2 separate regions of the Mus musculus genome follow, and region 2 is linked to region 1. A link is a contact called in public Hi-C data. All regions are on one chromosome and are shown on one strand. Each heading gives the region's core, a stretch centred on a gene start, on an enhancer-like site or on the middle of the called end of the contact. The rest is flanking DNA. Distances are from core to core; before and after follow the strand shown. Region 1 has its middle 290 kb from the start of Gm39905. Region 2 has its middle 53 kb from the start of Gm39905.

Region 1 (7,004 bases), core at 2,050-4,549:
ATTCTATAGGTAATAAATGGCAAAACACCCAAAGACTACCTGATCTAGGCTTTGTGGAAATAGAATGGTATTGTGACAGCTGGATATATGAGATTTTTTCTCCCACATGCTTCTGACCTTTACCGGGAGACAGACATTTCAGTGGTAATGAAATCTGCAGTCTCTGTTGACAGGGAAAGCATTTACGAATGACAATTTTTATCACACAGTAAATTGTCCCAAATGCATCCAAGAGAGTAGTACTTTTGTCAACTAGAAGCTTCAGCATTGAGCTTAAGCCACCAATAAAATCGTTAAAAACAAAATAAAGCAAAACCAGAAAAGCCTTTCTTGGCCTTATGTCATCTCTGAAATTCAAATATTGACAGATTCTTTCTGCTCAAAGAAATGTTTGCTTGCTAGATTCAGATGCCTTAGGTTATACATTTTATGAATTTGTATCAACATAATGTAATTAGAGATTAAAAAGAGAAGGGGCAATTAGTGAAGTTATGGTGGGGAGTGGAGTAGATATGAACAAAGGGTGTTATATGCATGCAGAAAAATGTCATGGAGAAACTCAGAATTCTCCACAATCATTTCTACCAATAAAAAAGCCAAATTCATTATCGTATTACTAAATATAAACAACTACTCTAATAATATATTTTATATAAACATAAAATATAACATAATAATACATATATAGTATATCTCCTTTAATAAATTTTATTTTTTCTTTTTAGTATGAGAACCAAATATGGTGGTAGCAACAGACAAGTTTGAGTCACAAGTTGGAAGACTTACTTTCCAAACCAGAATGAAGAATTCACTGGCTACATGAACTGAGATCACATTGCCTCTGAGAAAACATTTCAGCCTCCTCCTTTTATAGGTCACTTAAGTCAGAGTTACAAAAAGAAAACTAATATTTCTTACCACACAAAAATGACTTACATATGTTTTTCATTAGAATATTTTGATTTAAATATTTTATAGTATACATAACATTTTTGATACCAGCTTTATTCTATTGCTGGTAGCAGCGGAGAAAACCAAATTGTAGAAGATTTATAAGAAATATGTATCAAAATAAAGGATCCTTAATATTTAGGGGTTTATGTGTGTTGTCATTAGATGCTAAGAGTCTACAAAAAAACATCAGCAGTAGGATTATATAGAAATAAATGTCTCAAAATCAGTGGTCAACAGCTTGCCATCACTCCTTGTATTATTGTCATAAACAGGGGGTGTTGAAGGTAAAATTCAGATCATTTTGTTATTAATTACATGAGATTTTTTCAAAATTAAGACTTTTTATCTGGGCAAGAAAACTTTAGTTCCTGAATTTCAACTAACAGTAAAGCTAAATAAAGGAGAGAAGTCTTTGTTTTCATTACCCTTGGTCAACTAAAGGTCTAGATTCCTGAAGATAAAATTCTAATATGATCAATGGAAAAGACATTTAAGAAGTTCTGTTTTTCTGTCTAATGCTTTGTGGAATAGCAGAATAAGTAGCCAATAAAAATGCTTTATTCAAAACTAAATGCAAGATAAAATTATAAGAGTAGTTTTACATTACTTCTATCTGTGCCTTTTTTCTCCACAGTACTCCACATTTTGTAGTACTTCACATGTTGGGTTAATAAGTGAGTAGACATATATGAATGTTGTCTGCATTGTCCTTCAAAAAAACTTGTTTTCACACACTCAAACATGAGTAGGTCATATCATGTGACCTAATCGCCTTTCAATTATTTTTCTTCCCTGATTAGTTTAAGGTCATCATTTTGATTATTGTCATGGCAACCTGCATGGCTTTATTCTAGTATTTTGTGATAACTTTTTATCATTACTTTACAGATTCCAGTTTTTGCTAGATTATTCAGATACCAAATGCAAGATTAAAGCTCATCTTATTACAACCAACAAAATACCAATATAATTTTAACATTTTATGAACTGAATATATACATGTGTAATTAGATGCTCTATAATGTATTCCCAAATGATAGGGCATATTGGACCTGGTTTTGTTTAGGGGTTTTCATAGTCTTTTGAATCCAATTAATATACTTATACTTGACAAGCAGTTCTGTCATATTTGTATGAAATCCTAGAGAAATGTTCATCTTTCTTGTATGGCAAATAAATCGTTATAAATATATATTGAACTTTCCTTCTCAGATATTGATTCCCAATCATGCATCTAGTCTGGTAGCCATGTTGTAACATCTTCTAAACTTTTTAAAGGTTTTTATAATTTTATTTTTCAATTACTTTATTTACATTCCAAATGTTACCCACTTTTCCAGTCTCTATTCCCAGAGTTTTTCACCCCATATCTCCTGTGGAGATGATGCTCCCCCACCCTCAACCCCCTACCTCACCCCTCCCAGCATCCACCTTCCCTGAGGCATCAATTCTCTACAGGATTAGAGGCATCCTCTCCCACTGAAGCTAGATCATGCAGTCATCTGCTATATATGTGCCTAGAGTCACAGACCAACTCATGTATGCTCTTTGGTTGTGGCTCAGTCTCTGAGAGCCCTGAGGGTTCTGGGTTAGTTAATACTGCTGGTCTTTCTATGGAGTTGCCATCCCCTTCAGTTCCTTCAGTTATTCCCCTAACTCTTCTACAGGGGTCCCTGACCTCAGTCCAATGGTTGGCTGTGAGTATCTGCATCTGTCTCAGACTGCTGCTGGTAGAACCTCTCAGAGGACAGCAATGCTGAACTCCTGTCTGCAAACACAACATTGTATCAGTAATAGTGTCAGGGTTTGGTCCCTGTCCATGGCATGAATACCAATTTGAGCCTGTCACTGGATGGCTTTTCCTTCAGGCTCTGCTCCATTTTTGTCCCTGCATTTCTTTTAAACAGGAACCATTCTGGGCCAAAATTTTTGGAGGTGGGTTGGTGACCCCATCCCTCCACTGGGGGGCCATGTCTACCTACTGAAGGTATTCTTTTCAAAATCCATCTCCCCACTGTTGGGCATTTCAGCTTAGGTCAAACATTTTTAAACTTCAATGGATGACTTCAAATTGATGGTGGGACAAGGAGTGGAAAAAAGCGATTGGTGATATTGATTTAAATGTGTCAGTACGCTTCTAGGAAGTTTTTTTCTATTGCCTTTCTCCAAGTTCTAGCTCGATTGCTGCTTATTTGTGAAACTTTCCCTGTCATTTAGCCCACACTATCCATAGAAAAACCACCAAAATGAGTCACTCAGATTTCCACACTTAACCACACAAAGATACTTCTGTGTTTTATCACATTGTGGTCTACCACAGTCTATTGTTCATGCTTTACTCTTCTGGACCTCAAGGCTTAAGAAACTCATAACCAGAATTGTGTTGTATCCACCCTATTTCATGTAAGACAGAACATGGTTGTTGGCATATTTGAATATCCAGGAAAAGTTATTTGGGTATTCTGGATTTCACTAGCCAATAAATTATCAGCCAGAGCTGTAATCCATCTAGGAGTTCTATTAGTAGTCGTAGAACTTAGTCCTTTGTAGGCTGTTGATGAGAGGCCTCAGATTTTTTTGTTGACTGTCAGCAGGAAAATGCCCTTTATCTTTGATCATGGGAACCCCTCTACACTGCAGTGTTACATTTGGCAACTGATTGTTCATAAATATAAAAGAATAATCTTACAGAATGTGACCGCAAATATATAATATATACATATATATTTATAACTTTGCTACATGATCTTAGTTAGAAAGATGTCATCTTCCCCAATAGTTAATTTTTATTGTCAATTTTATCTATTAAACAGAAACACCTGCCTGGGAAGACAGTCTCAGTGAAGGTGTGTCTAGATTAGCATGGCATATGAACATCATTTTGATTATGTTAACTGAAATGGGGAGATCTAGGCCAAAAGTGGGTAGTAATTAATTTGTGGATTTGGGTCCTAGATAACATGCAAAAGAAGACAATAAACCTAGCACTGGAAAGCTAGTATACTCCTCTCCTCTCCTCTCCTCTCCTCTCCTCTCCTCTCCTCTCCTCTCCTCTCCTCTCCTCTCCTCTCCTCTCCTCTCCTCTCCTTTCCTCTCCTCCCCTCCCCTCCCCCCCTCCTCCCCTCTTTCTCTCTCACCTTTTCACTTTATATCTCATTCACTGCTCCCTCCCTGTCACCTCCTCACACAATCTTCCATCCTTCCCCAATTCTCCCTTCCCCTTCTCCTTTGAGCAGGTGGGCCCCCTCTAGGTATCTCCCCACCCTGGAACATAAATTCTCCGTGAGATTAGGTGCTTTCTCTCCCACTGAGGCCCCACTAGAAGAACATCCCACATTCAGGAGGCAACTTTTAGGACAGTTCCTCACTCAATTTGTACAGAAGCCACATGAAGCTAAGCTGCATATCTGCTACATGTGTGCGGGGAGGCCTAGGTCCAGCCCATTTCTGCTTTTTGGTTGGTGGTTCAGTCTCTAAGAGCCTCAAGGGTCCAGGTTAGTTGAATCTGTTGGTCTTCCTATGGAGTTCTTATTCCCTTAGTGATCTGCAAACTTTCCTCCGTTTCTTCTTCAAGAGTCTGTAAGTTTCTCCACTCTTTGACTGTGGGTGTGTGCGTCTTCCTAGTCAGCTGCTGATTAGAGAGATATCCAGCTGCTTTCAGCTCCATCCTTGACTTCCCTGAAATGATGGACTATATCTTAGAATTTAAAACCAAAATAAAATAAATAAACTTTATTTTTTAAAGTTGTTCTTCTAAGAGTGTTTTATCACAGCCACAGAAGATAAAACTAAGCCATGATCTCCACAATCAAAAGGAAAAGACTACCAAATCAAAAGGAAAAGGGGATGAACACCAGGGGGCATGGATCTTGGGCACCACACTGGAGTATGTCTTCTTCCAACTGCATCCTAGAGCAAGAACTGGAAACAAGGTGATTCTAGACAATGTAATACAGTGAATCCTAACTGGAGACCCAGGAGGCAGGAAGATTAGAGGTTCTCAGTATCATTACAAATATTCAAATTTATGCAGATCATCATGCTTCCTTTTCAACTGCTTAATGGAAGGAAAACAATTAATTACTTAATCAGTAGTTTCATTATTTAATCACTAATAATTAGTTGCTAATATTACTTTTTAATATTTCCAATTATGTTTATAAATTTAAAAAAATCTGCTGATTTAATTAAAGAACAATCCCTACTTACAGAAGTAGTATGGTAATCAAGTTTTTTTTTTTTTTTTTTTTTAATTCCTTAAAGAAAGTGAGTTGTTTATTGAGAATGCAGGACAGGCTGTTTGCTAGCATAATATAGGTCTGTTTTAGGGATCCAAAAAGGAATAGTTCCTAGGTGGCCTGCCATTTTAGGGATGGTTCACCCAGACAAAAGGAACTTAGAATTCTTTGAAATTATGTGGCTGCAGTTGATCTGAATAACACCTTTCAAACAAAGCACTGATGATTAAATACAATCTGTGGTGAGATAATCAAGTTGAAACTGCCAGGTTTTTTTCCCCCTCTAAATTCCAAAATTGCCAAATACTTCAGAATAGAATTTGAGAACAAAGCCTTTGTTTAAATAGAGTTATTTTCTTAAGACAGAATCTAAAAGTTCAATAATTCTAAAGAGATACTTGTGCCTGGGAGCCTCTGACCCTGGTAAGCACCATGTGAAAGATACCCCGTATTACTATTAATAGGCATAAACAGAAACTCATTCAAAAGTAACTATTTTCAACAGAGTCTATGTAGAAGGTTAAGTGGTGTGTGTGTGTGTGTGTGTGTGTGTGTGTGTGTGTGTGTGTGTGTGTGTGTTTGTATTTGAACAGCAAATTTAAGGTATCCACATATACTATGTTAAACCTCATTAACTGATTCTTGATATTCCACGGAAATTTAGCAGAGAAAGTGTTCTTTGCTTTGCATCCTGGCTATTGGAATGATGTTTTATTTCAAAGAATGAGTTGAACATGAAAATGCACTGGGCTTAGAAGAAATCGCCTTGGATTTACTTCTCACTCTTCTGTAAACTACACTTCGGACTCTATCCAACTTCTCCCCTGACAAGTGGAGAAAAAGATTTAACTTGAAAAATCTCAAGGCCATTTCCTGCACTAAAAGCTTTGTTTTAGGCCATTGGTATATTTTATGGCTATAGTTATCTTGGAAATACCCAAACACAATCATTTAAAACATGTAAACGTTTATAAGACTTCAAAGGGTGCCCCACACATACACATCTTAAAACCCTCTTACTTGATGAATTCCATGACACACACTTGCAGTAATAGCATAGCAATAAGAAGTCTTTGTATTTATTTTTACTTTTCCCTAAGTAAAAATATTTTTCCTTATTGCTCCCCCCTCCCTTTCAAAAAAGTATCTTAAATGGAGTTCCCTCAGAACCAACTGACAAACACATTTGATGTCAGATTTCTTAGAGCATATATCTAAAGTAGTACTACAGATTGTATCTTCTCTTGCCCGAGCCAAACAAATCCAATTCAGCCGAACATAGTCAGAAATACTAATCTTGGGGCCAGGGATATGTTCTGGCCTTTCTGTTTTGTAGCATAAAAATGTGAATAAACATAAAAGCCACCTAATTAGGAACTGGCCTATTTCATCCCATCACCCCTCCAAAAAAGAGGAAAGCAATATTTATATGTACTTGTCATGTGCTTCAAAACCCAAAGCCAAACAGTGGACCGTGGCGTTAAGCCCGACAAAACTACTCCAACTAATTGAATGGCCTTTGACTCACAGAAGAAGAGCAACATTTGATGCTCAGTTTATAAATGATGAAATTATATGCATCATGGTTAGAGATGCTCAACCTGATTATTTCCATACTGTTAGGTTATTTGAAATGTGTATTAATAAAGAAGTTAAAGTAATATTTAATGAACACAAAGTATCGTTGCTGAGTAGAAATAATTACATAACTATCAAGAAAGGCTTGAACATACATATTCAGGGTCTCCCCCTTGAAAACTTAAGATGAAGTAAATTTTTAAAAAATTCAACTCCCAGATAGCTTACAAAGAA
Region 2 (7,004 bases), core at 2,425-4,924, 230 kb after region 1:
GACCATACTATGTCCTTTTACATCAACCAACTGGGCTGAGAAATGGTGTTACTCTAAATACATTCTCACTGTATCAGCCAATCCTACTTGCTTTTGCAAGCATGTTGGCATAGAGCATAGATGCTGGTGCCAAGACTACTTGGATTTAAATCAAAGCAGAATGAATCTGGGCAAGTTTCTTCATCTCTTTGTACCACAGGTTGGAAGCCACTTTGTGCCTTGTATGTAGATGATGATCCCAGTACCATGGAATGATTGAAGTACTGAATAACTTGTATCTTCAGTACAGAACTAGTCCCTAATACACTATATAACCCCATCATTATTACTGTTGTTATTATTTTTATTAGATGGTTTGTGTGTGTATGTGTGTGTGTGTGTGTGTGTGTGTGTGTGTGTGTGTGTGTGTGTAGATCAGAGGGCAACTTGTGTAAGTTGGCTCTCCCACTACATGGGTCCTGGAGCTTAAACGGGTTATTTGACTTGGCAGAAAGTGCCTTTACTTTCTAAGTCATTTCTCTGGCCAGCCATTTTTAATATCTTATCTTAGCTTTCCTTTATTTATATACCTCTTTCCGTTCCTATTATCCCCCTTCATTCAACTTTCTGAAGTGCCAATCGTGCAAATGCTGGTAAGTCCCAATTCACTTAGAAATTACAAATGAGGAGAGTAGAAAGCCAGAGACCACGTGACAGATGACCTTGAAACTTGGACATTAATCGGTGACAAACCATGATCATCAGAAGAATATAACCTAAGGATGGATGAAGAAATGTGTGGCCCATTGTTGTAGGTGGCCACTTGGGAGACAATTTAAAAGAGGTGGGTAGTTGGAAGGAATTAAACTAACTAAGTGATGGTGGCAATAATTCCAAGAAACAGAAATGATAATTGAAAAAAAGGAAATGAATTAGGAAGCCATGAAGAGAGTACAGAATATAGGGTAGAGTGCTAGGTTAGAAACAGAGCCTTACATAGCATTATAGCCAAGCTGAGAATCTACCTCAGATATTTAGTCATCATGTACATCAGTTTACACATCAGAAAAATGTTAAATACCCTTCAGGTTCACATAAGTATTTAATGTTTTATCGAGACCAGAAATTAAATCATTGTTATGATATCATTGTTACTCTAGTAACAATCAGGTACACATGAGTGTCTGGCAAAGTACCTAAATCAGAGTAACATGGATGCTAAGGGGAAACTTTGCACTAGGATCTTTTTAGGTGTGGCTTCAGTGAGTAGGTAGGTAGTGAAGTGAATGACTAAAACAGGGAAAGAGAAGCACAAGCCGTTTTTTACGGTGTTTTGAGATGCTTAGCCTGTCCAAATGTGTGTGTGGTGTGTGTATATACAGAAGAAAAGCTACTGCTGAAATGTTTGCTTTCTTCAATTTTTAGATGAAGAAGTTAAGGCTTTGAGCAATAAAAATATTGCACAACTTTCAAAGGATTATACTCATGGCTGAATATAAAGTCTACGTCAAATATGCAAAATGTTCTTCCATATATTGGGAGCTAAGTATTTGTTTATTGTTAGAGTACATGTGTTGTTGCTGCTAACATTTGCTCCAAGTTTGAGCTGCTGAGTGATAGAGGCAGTATTTAAACCCAAGAATGTTCAACTCCAAAGCAAGGTCTACCAAAAGGTGAGTTGTTGGGTATATGCGCCCTACAGTGATGATGGCGACAGACCATGTAATAGGAAGAGAACACATAAGTCTCTGGCCTCTAAAACCATGTAGGTATACACTGGTAACTGGACAATATGGTTTAGACAAAAAGAACATAGTGTGGGACGAAAATTGCAGAGACAAGAACAATGAATCATAAACTCTTTTAAAATTCAGTTGGTTAAAACTGGGGAAAGGAAAATCCATGTGATCTGAGTCCGGGAATAGTATGCATAAATAGAAGAAATTCAGATGACCCAGAAGACCCACCCTAAAAGTGTCAGCTCCCCAAACATAAATTTGAAGATTGGTTTGGGTGAGAAATGAAACACTCTGATTCTGAAACAGCTATGACTAAGACCTCCAGCATCGCTTGGAGTGAAACTTTGGTTGTCAAAAGGAAAGCAGCCAGAGCTGTGTTTGCTTGATGCTTGCAGGAGTTACACTCGTAAGAAATCGTAGGAGGCACACATGGAACTCCCCACCCACTGGGGTTGATAATTCATGCTAATTGTACACATTTCCAAAGCCTCCCGTGTGAGAAGGAAAAAATAAAAATGTTCTCTTAACATTTCTGAAGTTCATAAATGTGGCAAATGTTCAATAACTATATTTAACTCCTGTTGCACATTCTCTAGCCTTAGAAATATATTAACCAACAATTTTATACATGCTGCAAAAGCAGCACACGTTTCTGTGCCTTTCCTTGCCCTTTCTAGGTGACCACTTATGTCCATCACAGTATGGAAAGGGTAGCCCAAGCTTACCTTTTCTAAAGGTTGCACTGATCAAATACACTACATTGACAGTTTATCTTTCTACATTTGCATTTGCTGTTGAATTCCAGTGAAGCTCTAGTCAGCTGGCAGTAAGAACTGCATGCAAAGGCATAGAGTACACAACACCCCCCACCCCCACACACACATAACACAGAGAGAGAAAAATTGGTATTGAACAATTGTGTTCCGCTGTCTGTTATTCACTCAGCCTATACTGTAGATATTACCCCAGGTTTTAGCTTCTTGTCTCAGAGCATAATCCTTGGACCTGCATCAAAACTTAAATATTTGTCAGAAATGCAGTCTTGTGCCCTGCCGTAGATTAATTGAATCAAAATCTACATTTAGTAGATGCCCAAGTGGCACATGTTAACGTTCTCGACCCACCGTGCTAACACCGAGAGCAAATATCACCGTTGATAATTTCCTCACCTGTGCCGCACCCTGCAGGGTGAGCTTCTCCAAGGGAAAGAGGTATCTCATGTGGTCTGGTAGCCCAACATCTAACCTGGTAGAAATGAACTTGGTACTTGGTACTTATTATTTGTCAGGTGGTAATGTATTGCCTGGATCCTTTAATCTCTGCCTCAAGCCTTTGAGAAGATTATGATTTCCTTTTGGTTGATAGAGTAACAGCAGCTCAGGAACTGTAAATAATGCTCAAAAAGTCATGCAAGCAGAGTTCAGCTGAACTGGTGTTTACATCAAGCCTCATCAGACACCACAAAATGTGCTCTTAACCACTCTTTTACTGTAACGCCTTGCTAGATGTTTAACAGATGTTTATGGAATTAAGCAGATTTTACTCTGTACAATAATGACTGAGTCCTTTCTTCTGTTTGTCATGCGATGAAAGGGCCAGGAATACAGTTTTAATTCACCATGAAGCTCCAATGTGCCAGAAGCATCCCCTGCGTTCACAGAAATGGCCTATAACTATGCTAGGAATTCCGCATCCCCCACCCCCCTTCTCTCTCCTCTTGAAAGATGTGCAAGTGTTAGTAAGCCCTGCAGACAAGCAATCCGTCAGGCAGAAGGCAGCCCAGAGCCTTTAAATAAAACATTCTCACAGCCTTCCACGGAGAGCATGGAGACAAATACCGCGGATGTGAAAGGTGTCGCTGGGATTACCAATGACGTGCTAATGGCTGTTCAGGCAATCTCAGTGCCTCCTGTGCTCTGAGTCACTGGTTCCCTTTGGAGCCTGCACTCACGTCATTCAGGGACCAAGAGCTATTCACAGATCACTGACTAAAGGCAAGCTTGAGCCAGGCCTGCACGCCCCTAGCCCTCTCCAAAGAACTAAGGTCACAAAGACAGGAGGCCCCAGAGCTTTTTATCACAGACACAAGAAAGAGAGAGGGAGGGCAAAGCTTTCTGTCTTCCTCTCATCTGTTCCTCTCACTGGACTTTTGAAAATAAGAACTTTACTCTTGTTCCAGAACTCCTAAACACACACTTTCCTTTGTTTTGTTCTTTGTGTAACTGCTTAGTTGAATTGATTGTGATTTCATTAGTTTGTTCTTGCAATAATGAGAGCACCTGAGAGATAAGAGGAAAAAAAGCAATGTAATATTCTGAGACATCACAGCTTACACTGCCCTGATGAAATCCTTTGAAATAAAACATCACTTGGTTTTCCCACCAGGCACTTCTGTATGAAATAAAGTCACACGTCTGCTCTGGTCACTCTGACAGCTCCTGTGACAGACATTTCCAAATCAACTTTCAAGAAGTCACATCTTGGTAAGTCTAAAGAGCTATATTTAGCTCTTTGGAAATAATTTGGAGTGCAAACTGAACAAGAAAAAAAAAAAGCCCTCAGAATGAGCTGGATGGCTTTGGGGAATAAGTAATAGCCACAGAATTCTTTATTTCTAGTAACCCATGATCTCCTGGATGGATATTTAACTCCTTGCCCTCCCCTAAGTTCAATAATTAGCACGGGCTAAACTCCCTCAAGGTTGATCACAGGAATAATTTTCCTGGTTGGCAGCAAAAAATGGCATTCATTGTATAAGAGGCCAGAGGTCTATAATAGCTCAGGTTTGTTTTCAGTGTTAACGTTAAAACACATGTGGCTCAGTACTTGTTTCTGGAGAGAATATCACATTGAAATAAAAAGTAGCCACTAGAATGGTAGAAGGAGATACTAAGTTTTTCATATTTCTGGAGCTTCATTTCCCAGTTTAAGGGCACAGTTCTTCACACTGACTACATTGTTCAGTTAAAGAGGGAACGTGGGACACAGTGTGCAACAGCTTCTTCCTTCCCTGCTAAGATAAAAGTCACATACAACGAAGACAGTTTTTCCTTAGATGAGGCCCAAAAGAAACAAAGGCTATTCTTTTGAACAAATACTTTTTTTTTTCATTTATAGAGAAGTTTTACAAAGATGTATGGTATGATCCGCTCTGCTTGAGATCACAGAAAACTAATCAGTTCATTTAAGATGCTGAGGGGTCTAATATGTTGAAGGCCCAAAAATGTTTTTATTGATTATATATCACTCATGGATTGATTCTTACATTCATTTAAAAAATGCAAACATTCCTCTGTTGAGGGGCATCTGGGTTCTTTCCAGCTTCTTGCTATTATAAATAAGGCTGCTATGAACATAGTGGAGCATGTGTCCTTCTTACCGGTTGGGACATCTTCTGTGTATATGCCCAGGAGAGGTATTGCGGGATCCTCTGGTAGTACTATGTCCAATTTTCTGAGGAACTGCCAGACTGATTTCCAGAGTGGTTGTACAAGCTTACAATCCCACCAACAATGAAGGAGTGTTCCTCTTTCTCCACATCCTCGCCAGCATCTGTTGTCACCTGAATTTTTGATCTTAGCCATTCTGACTGGTGTGAGGTGGAATCTCAGGGTTGTTTTGATTTGCATTTCTCTGATGATTAAGAATGCTGAGCATTTTTTCAGACGCTTCTCAGCCATTAGGTATTCCTCAGGTGAGAATTTTTTGTTTAGCTCTGAGCCCCATTTTTTAATGGGGTTATTTGATTTTCTGGAGTCTACCTTCTTGAGTTCTTTATATATATTGGATATTAGTCCCCTATCTGATTTAGGATAGGTAAAGATCCTTTCCCAATCTGTTGGTGGTCTTTTTGTCTTATTGATGGTGTCTTTTGCCTTGCAGAAGCTTTGCAGTTTCATGAGGTCCCATTTGTCAATTCTCGATCTTACAGCACAATGTGGTACATTTACACAATGGAGTACTACTCAGCTATTAAAAAGAATGAATTTATGAAATTCCTAGGCAAATGGTTGGACCTGGAGGGCATCATCCTGACTGAGGCAACACAATCACAAAAGAACTCAAATGATATGTACTCACTGATAAGTGGATATTAGCCCAGAAACTTAGTATACCCAAGATATAAGAGACAATTTGTAAAACACATAAAACTGAAGAAGAACGAAGACCAAAGTGTGGACACTTTGCCCCTTCTTAGAATTGGAAACAATCACCCATGGAAGGAGTTACAGAGACAAAGTTTGGAGCTGAGACAAAAAGATGGACCATCTAGAGACTGCCATATCCAGGGATCCATCCCATAATTAACCTCCAAACGATGACACCATTGCATATACTAGCAAGTGTTTGCTGAAAGGACCCTGATATAGCAGTCTCTTGTGAGACTAGGCCAGGTCCTAGCAAACACATAAGTGGATGCTCACAGTCAGCTATTGGATGGATCACAGGGCCCCCAATGGAGGAGCTAGAGAAAGTATCCAAGGAGCTAAAGAGATCTGCAACCCGGTAGGTGCAACAACATTATGAACTAACCAGTACCCTGGAGCTCTTGACTCTAGCTGCATATGTATCAAAAGATGGCCTAGTAGGCCATCATTGGAAAGAGAGGCCCATTGCACAAGCAAACTTTATATGCCCCAGTACAGGGGAACGCTAGGGCCAAAAAGTGGGAATGGGTGGGTAGGGGAGTGGGGAGGAGGTTATGGGGGACTTTTGGCATAGCATTGGAAATGTAATTGAGGAAAACACGTAATATGTAATAAAAAATATTTTAAAAATGCAAACATGTATTCATAGAAGTTATGCATCTCAATTATTCTAGAGTTGTCTGTGACAGCCCCAGGAGGTAAACAATAGTCAAGTTCCATTTCCTTGGTCTAGCACAAGAGGATCCTGCCAATTCTGTTGTAGAGTCAACTTGAGAATGATGCTTAAGTATTAGAAGGGGAGGTGCAAAAACAATTTGGCACAAATTAATGGGAGAGAGTGAGCTGTGTTAAGAAGTGTCTTGAAAATTCACCAGGATGGTGGAAGAAATGGAATGTCAACAAAGTTGTCTTGACATGTAACATCCAGCATGCTATTAAAGCGCTGGAGTGCTTCTTCTCTTCAAAGATGTGATAGGCAAACCCCCACTGAGCACTGACAAATGCAGGTTTCACTCTACATTCTGCTCTGCCTCCTCTTAGTTACTCCTCACAAAAAGCCTATGAATCAATTCTTTTTTAATTCTCATGCTCTTTGTGAGTCTAGAATTTGTATGTAGTTCAGAAGTCATAAATGTAC

Evidence for each region. A called contact is a pair of places that touch in the nucleus more often than the background predicts.
Region 2: a contact with region 1 is called in a Hi-C map of adipose-derived mesenchymal stem cells, with 2.6 times the contacts expected there. The contact joins two enhancer-like sites. A contact is called at or near these places in 2 of 484 Hi-C or Micro-C datasets (adipose-derived mesenchymal stem cells and cerebral cortex).

What each region holds. Positions count from the first base shown.
Region 1 is chr2:108,590,517-108,597,520 of GRCm38.p6, forward strand. No RefSeq gene overlaps it. Among named protein-coding and RNA genes, the nearest start is that of Gm39905, 290 kb to the right of the region's middle. Within about 2 kb of position 3,300, at least 18 of the 459 cell types and tissues checked have an H3K27ac peak or open chromatin away from gene starts, as enhancers often do. A contact at or near this core is called in adipose-derived mesenchymal stem cells, where this site is marked.
Region 2 is chr2:108,824,092-108,831,095 of GRCm38.p6, forward strand. No RefSeq gene overlaps it. Among named protein-coding and RNA genes, the nearest start is that of Gm39905, 53 kb to the right of the region's middle. Within about 2 kb of position 3,675, at least 119 of the 459 cell types and tissues checked have an H3K27ac peak or open chromatin away from gene starts, as enhancers often do. A contact at or near this core is called in adipose-derived mesenchymal stem cells, where this site is marked.